Linked DNA regions of Mus musculus: region 2 is linked to region 1. The links are chromatin contacts, called in public Hi-C maps. All regions are on one chromosome and are shown on one strand. The core of a region is the stretch at or near the end of the contact, and the rest is flanking DNA. Distances in the headings are between cores, read along the strand shown.

The links. A called contact is a pair of places that touch in the nucleus more often than the background predicts.
Region 2: a contact with region 1 is called in a Hi-C map of cerebral cortex, with 2.6 times the contacts expected there. The contact joins two enhancer-like sites. A contact is called at or near these places in 1 of 15 datasets of contacts at CTCF or cohesin (the NIH/3T3 cell line), 2 of 484 Hi-C or Micro-C datasets (cerebellar granule neurons and cerebral cortex) and 1 of 115 datasets of contacts at active chromatin or transcription factors (bone marrow-derived macrophages).

What each region holds. Positions count from the first base shown.
Region 1 is chr8:34,370,858-34,373,783 of GRCm38.p6, forward strand. No RefSeq gene overlaps it. Among named protein-coding and RNA genes, the nearest start is that of Gm33831, 14 kb to the right of the region's middle. Within about 2 kb of position 1,339, at least 25 of the 459 cell types and tissues checked have an H3K27ac peak or open chromatin away from gene starts, as enhancers often do. A contact at or near this core is called in cerebral cortex, where this site is marked.
Region 2 is chr8:34,678,637-34,681,566 of GRCm38.p6, forward strand. No RefSeq gene overlaps it. Among named protein-coding and RNA genes, the nearest start is that of Gm46069, 9.9 kb to the right of the region's middle. Within about 2 kb of position 1,430, at least 110 of the 459 cell types and tissues checked have an H3K27ac peak or open chromatin away from gene starts, as enhancers often do. A contact at or near this core is called in cerebral cortex, where this site is marked.

The DNA.
Region 1 (2,926 bases), core at 89-2,588:
TCTCACAACAGCTTCCAGAATAATGTTTGAGCAACTATCTGGACACCCTGTGGCCCAGGCCAAGCTGACAAATAAAGTGACTCACCATGTCCCCCAATTCCCATAGACATGTGTGAGTTGGAAGTTGAGTGGTGAGTCTGCTCTAGGGGCTTACCCCTCCTCTTCAGCCACACTCTTGCTTCCTGGTTATCAACAAGGAGGTAGGGAATCTTTCTTCTCCTCAGACACTTCAGCAGGTTAGTCAGAGCATCTGCATGGATTCATAGATGTTGGGAGGAAAGGCAAATTTGACAAGTTAGGGAATGATACACCACCACCCCCCCCATGTAGGCCTCCTCTGCCTCCTCCTGTCTGCCCCTTTCCTTCTGGCATCTCCCTAAAAGGGTCTGAGCAGGTCTCGGGGCCAGTGGTGAGGTGGGCTCTTGAAAGCCTGTCAGCTCCTTCAGAAGCTTTGGCTGAGGAAGTCTTCCTGCTTCCCTGGGGGAGGGGATCAGATCGGTGAGCAGCAGGGCCGTTTTTCTCTCTACCTAGATTCTCTAACCAGCAGGGAGAAGCCATCAACACCTCAGAGCAGGCAGGCAGCTGGGCCAGCAAGCAGCTTATTATCTGCAACAAGATCACCCCATTCAAAACCCATTTTTTTAGTCTCTTAGCAAGTCTTTGTGTTTTCCTTGTCAATCACATATGTAGAGCCTTATCAATAGTATTCAAGGAAGATTAAACATTTTAATTGCTCTTTGCTCTCCCTGGTACAAGCCAGCCTGTATCACATGGTTTCCGCAATTATCTCGCTGAGCTATAAGCTCAGCCCTCCTTGTTTCTTTGCTTTCTCCCTCCCTTCCCCAGTTTCCATTTTTCCTCCTCTCCTTGGTCCCTCGCCGCTCCTTATTTATCCAGGAGGTATTCATTAAAGCTCTGCGTGGATAACAGCAGGTAGAAAGATGGGCGAGAACCCATTACTCCTGAGATGGTCACAGCGTAGCGGAGGGAATAGAAATAGAAGCACACTTCATAATGCCTTTGTGATTAAAACCTGTGACTCAGACTGAATGATGCTGGGGAAATTGAGTCAGGAAGCCCGAGAAAGGTATGCTGTGCAGCTTAATGAGAGCCGGGCTGGAGATAGGCAGGGCTGGGGGTGGGAGAGCATCTGGGGAGACCAGCAACGGGATAATGGGAGAAACAGAAAACTTAAGTTAGCCCAAGACAGTGTGGCTGTGGTGTTCTGCCACCACATCCCAAGCCTGCTTTGTCAAACAAGGATTTTTAGCGTCTTTTCTACATCCTTGGAGCACCCCCTCCCTCGCCACCTGACTCCCACACTTTCTACTGCTTTGCCAACATGTGGGCTGATGTCAGCTCTCAGAAACACTTTTTGGATGCTTGGTAGTCTTTATGTGCCCGGCTGATCTTGCTCTTGATCAGCGCTTCATCTTCAGCACAAGGCTTGGGGCTGTGCGTTCCTCTCTGATGGATTTAAGTGACCCCCAAAAAGCTACAACGGGAGCCAGCTCCTTGTCTGAGGCCTGGGTAAAACATCCAGGGGTGATTCACCATTACTCAGTGGCTTGCTAGTTCATACATTCCAAGCAACTCCATTTTGAACAAACCAAATTGGGCAGTGCAGGCAGGCAGGCACGCACGCATGGACGCACGCACGCACGCACGCACGCACGTGACCACTCAGGTGGGCTAGGAAGCTGAGGCATGTGCTGATTCATTTCCCAGTAGCTTGGAGGGAAGGCTCAGGCTTTTGTATTCCTATGTAAAATAGCATGCTCACGTCCTTTGGGAGGAGTAGGAGTGTGAAACTGTGGCCACAGTGACAATAACATGGGAGGAGGATGAAAATAGCAGATGGAAGTTGCGATTTTGGCCGACAGAAATAGGAAGCTGGTGCTAGGTCATCCGCCTAGCCCCCGGCACCGGCCTATTAGCTGTCATTAGCCCTTATCCAGGAAACAATTTGCATCCGTTGAAATCCTTGTAACATTGGATTTCTGCCCACAGACTCATCATCCTGCCTTTTTCTGGTGGATTAAAGAGAAAGTGGCCTGTAAATTACATTTCTTTGTGGGCAGAAAGTGCTATTCTGTGGCCCAGGAGACAATGGGTTGGGGCAGCCTTTGGAGCAGCAGCATGGCTGGGGTGGGGTGGGAGTGGGAGGGAAGGGGGCCTTGCTTTGTAATAGAGCAGAGGATACATAAAAGAGCATCCCGTCCCACCTCCTGCTGAGCCGACTTCTGGGTCCTCCAGAACGGGAAGTTCCTTGTGGAACCCAGCCTCGATAGAAATCGTTCCCCGGGACTATGTGACCATTGAGGTTAGGATTTCTTGTGCAGGTTTCCTGTGGTTGGCCCTACTCTAAGCTCCGAAAGCTTCCCCTCTTAGGTGTACTGGGGACCCCGCTTCAGGTGGGGGATACATCCCTGGCCTAGCAGCTTAGCCCTTTGAAGCAGGTCACAACACTGAATGGCCCTCTCCCCAAATTTCCCTTTTGACACCTGTTCTCCATCTCCTGGGGGTTAGTATGAGTCCTCTTCTGCTCAGATAATGATCATCCCATTTTCAAGACAGTGCGGCCTGTTGTGAGGAGCAGTGGACTCCGTGGACAGGACCCTGAGATGGAGCCCTTATATTTTCAAAGCGTTAGGGTTTTTGTTCACACTGGCGCCGAATCATGGCCCCCACACCCTCTCTTTACTTTATAGTTGATAGAATTTTTTTCTAAATTGCCTAGGATGGTCTAGTATTTACTCTGTAGCCTAGGCTGACCTTGAATTTTTAATACTTCAGTCTCAGCTTCTTGAGTAGGCGAGATCAGAACTGTATGCCACCAGGCCAAGCGACCCTGCCCTCTCACGGAATGTACTTGTAGTCCATTCACCTAACATCTCTGAGCTCCAGACTCTCCTCCCCCTCCCCT
Region 2 (2,930 bases), core at 180-2,679, 310 kb after region 1:
CCCCCTGAAGACCTGAACAGTCAAGAGGATAGTCTTCACTCCCACTCTCGAGCAGAAACATAGGTATCTAGAGAAATTCATAATACAAACAAAGAGTAAAATGCACGTGGCAGGCGTCTTCACTCGTATGTCTTTATCAACAACAGTTGGAGTGATTGCAATTTATGAAAGAAATCCCGAGATGACATCGTCTAGTGTCTAAGAGAACCCATGTCTTTCACCAGGACCCACAAGGGGATGTGTATATGCAAGTATGTGACTAGAAGAGAGAAAGATAGCGCAGTTCAGCTGGGTCCATATCAAGTTTGAGGAGGAAAAGCCCATGTGGTAATGTGCCACCAGCACCCAGTATGGCAAATGCCAGTGAGCACTGGTACCATGCTTCCTACAGAGAGACCTGTTCTCACAGCGATCTTGTTGGCACCCTCCAGCTCTCCACTGAGCATGCGCTATGCAGGAAAGCCCATTCCTCACTCAAGTCTCAGATGTTCTCCACTGGAAGCCACCAACACGGCGTCTTCAGCATGGTTGGAAAATAAAACTAGCTATGCAAGCATCACGGTCAAGGGGAAACTCAGGTTCTTTCTGGAGTTTGTTCACTCTGGCATGAGGCTATGACGAAGTAATTGATTAGTTTCGATAGACGATCGGGAGTGGAGAATGCTTCTAGACTCATTCCAAGATGTTGAAATAGCGAAAGAAAGAAAGAAAGAAAGAAAGAAAGAAAGAAAGAAAGAAAGAAAGAAAGAAAGAAAGAAAGAAAGAAAGAAAGAAAGAAAGAAAGAAAGAAAGGGGAGGGGGGAGGGGGGAGGGGGAGGGGACGGGAGCGGAGGGGACGGGAGCGGAGGGGACGGGAGCGGAGGGGACGGGAGGGGAGGGGAGGGGAGGAGAGGAGAGGAGAGGAGAGGAGGGGGCAGATGGCAAAAGATAATAAAAAATAGATTCCTGAACTCAAAAAAATAATAATAAAATAAAATAAAGAATAAATAAATAAAACCACAGCAGCTTTTAGCTGTCGTTGGACCTCTGGAAGTTTCAGCGTAGTGTTTACAAAACTAAAATAGAAGTTATGACAGCTCATTATGTTTAAAGATGAATATTCATAAGCATGCAGGGGTGTTTATGAGAGATTGCATTTTCTGTTTTCTCCTGAAAAAGCCGTAGATCTATGTGATACTTAGAGAAACTGACTAATTTTTCTTAAACGCTTAATCTCTTGGGAGCGAGCTTCATTTATCTTTTATCCCCCCTCACAATAGCCCATGAAAGAGGCTTTGTCGGAAAAAAAAAGGGTGCTTGTGGTGGTCATGGAACATATGTCTCAGTAATCCAAGGACAGAAGTCAGTTGTCCTGTCTTAGAAAGGAGCCCTGACAACCTCCCTGCACCCGGGGCACACCATTTGTTCGGCGGCCATGTGGGCCAGCATCCTGGCCGGGCGCCGAAGCCCAGTGCAGCCGCGGCAGGCTCCCTGGCAGGGCTTCCTGAGTCAGCAGTCTCCTCTCCACAGAGCAGATGGGCCAGCCCTCAGGGAAAGGAAGCTCTTCTGAGAGTCTCCTGTCTTCATTCTTCCCAAATGGGCTTGGCTATAAAAAGCAAATTAAACAGCCATTGTTCCTTTCCTCCATGAAGCTGACATCCTAACATCCTGCCTAGTACAGGGCTCCCGGATGTTTGCTGCTGGCCGAGTGACGCTTGCCACTGCACCAACAGTAACATAAAAATCACTCTCGAATTCCACTCTGGAATGATATTTGTCTGAAACGCCACTGCTTTCTTTTTGGTTGTGACTACACAGCAGAAGAGAGCTTTCTCACTGGTCTTAGTGTCTTCTTCCTGCCTCCCGCGGGTTTGCACATGGACTTTGGGCCTTATAATCCTAGGAGAGTGTGGAGACTCGACCCTCAAACTTTCCCATTCTAGAGTACTCTGCGGGCGGGTGTACTGCCTGTGTAACAGAGTATTCGATAATACAAACTAACCACCCTGCCTTTAACCTCAGCAGAAAACAACAATAGCAACCCTAAACAAAACCCCTTTTTGTCTCTCTGTCTGTCTGTTTGTTTGTTTGTTTTGAGATAAGATCTCGCTACAAATCCCTGTCTGTTCCAGAACACACTGTGTAGCCCAGGCTGTCCTCAAACTCACACAGATCTGCCTGCCTCTGCCAGAATTAAAAGTGTGCCTTTCCAAAACAACAGAGCAGAACGAAAAATAAAGATGCTCTGAGTCTTTGGGTTGTTTGATTGGCTTTGGTTTTTGGTTTCTGAACATGGGGTTTCTGTTTCTCTGGGTAGCTCTGGCTGTACTGGAATTGCAGACAGGGCTGGCCTCAGAGAGATTCCCCTGCCTCTATCTCCCGAGTGGTTGAGGCTCGGGGAGAAAAATCAAAAGTAAATCACACAGACAACTTCATACCTCAAGAGAGAGGCAAAGGGAAGAAGGAGAGACATGATGGGAAAAGCAGGAGAGGTATGGAGAGAGAGGCTCACACTCACTAATGCAATTGCGTGTGTGCCTCTTACTGTACTCTCCAGGACGAGAGACGGCTCAGTGGTTCACATGCTCTGGCAGAGAACCTTCATCCAACTCCTGTATCAGGTGACCCCCAACCTCTTGTAATTCCAGTTCCAGAAAGATGGACCTCTGGCCTCTAGGCACTAGCACTCTCCTGTCCATACCCACATACATTCAAATAATTAAAAATAAAATAAATTGTTTTAATTTTATTTTAAAAGGGTAACCTAGAAGAGCATCTACGTCACTTCTCTGAGCAATATCCATATATAAGTCAGCACCGGCCAAGTCACAGAACAAGACAGCCCCACTTGGGACATGAACCTATAATCCCACAATTGCCTTTAACCACGTGGTAACTAACCAGAGACAATGGAAACAAGCAATAGATTACACATCCATCACCCCAGACCA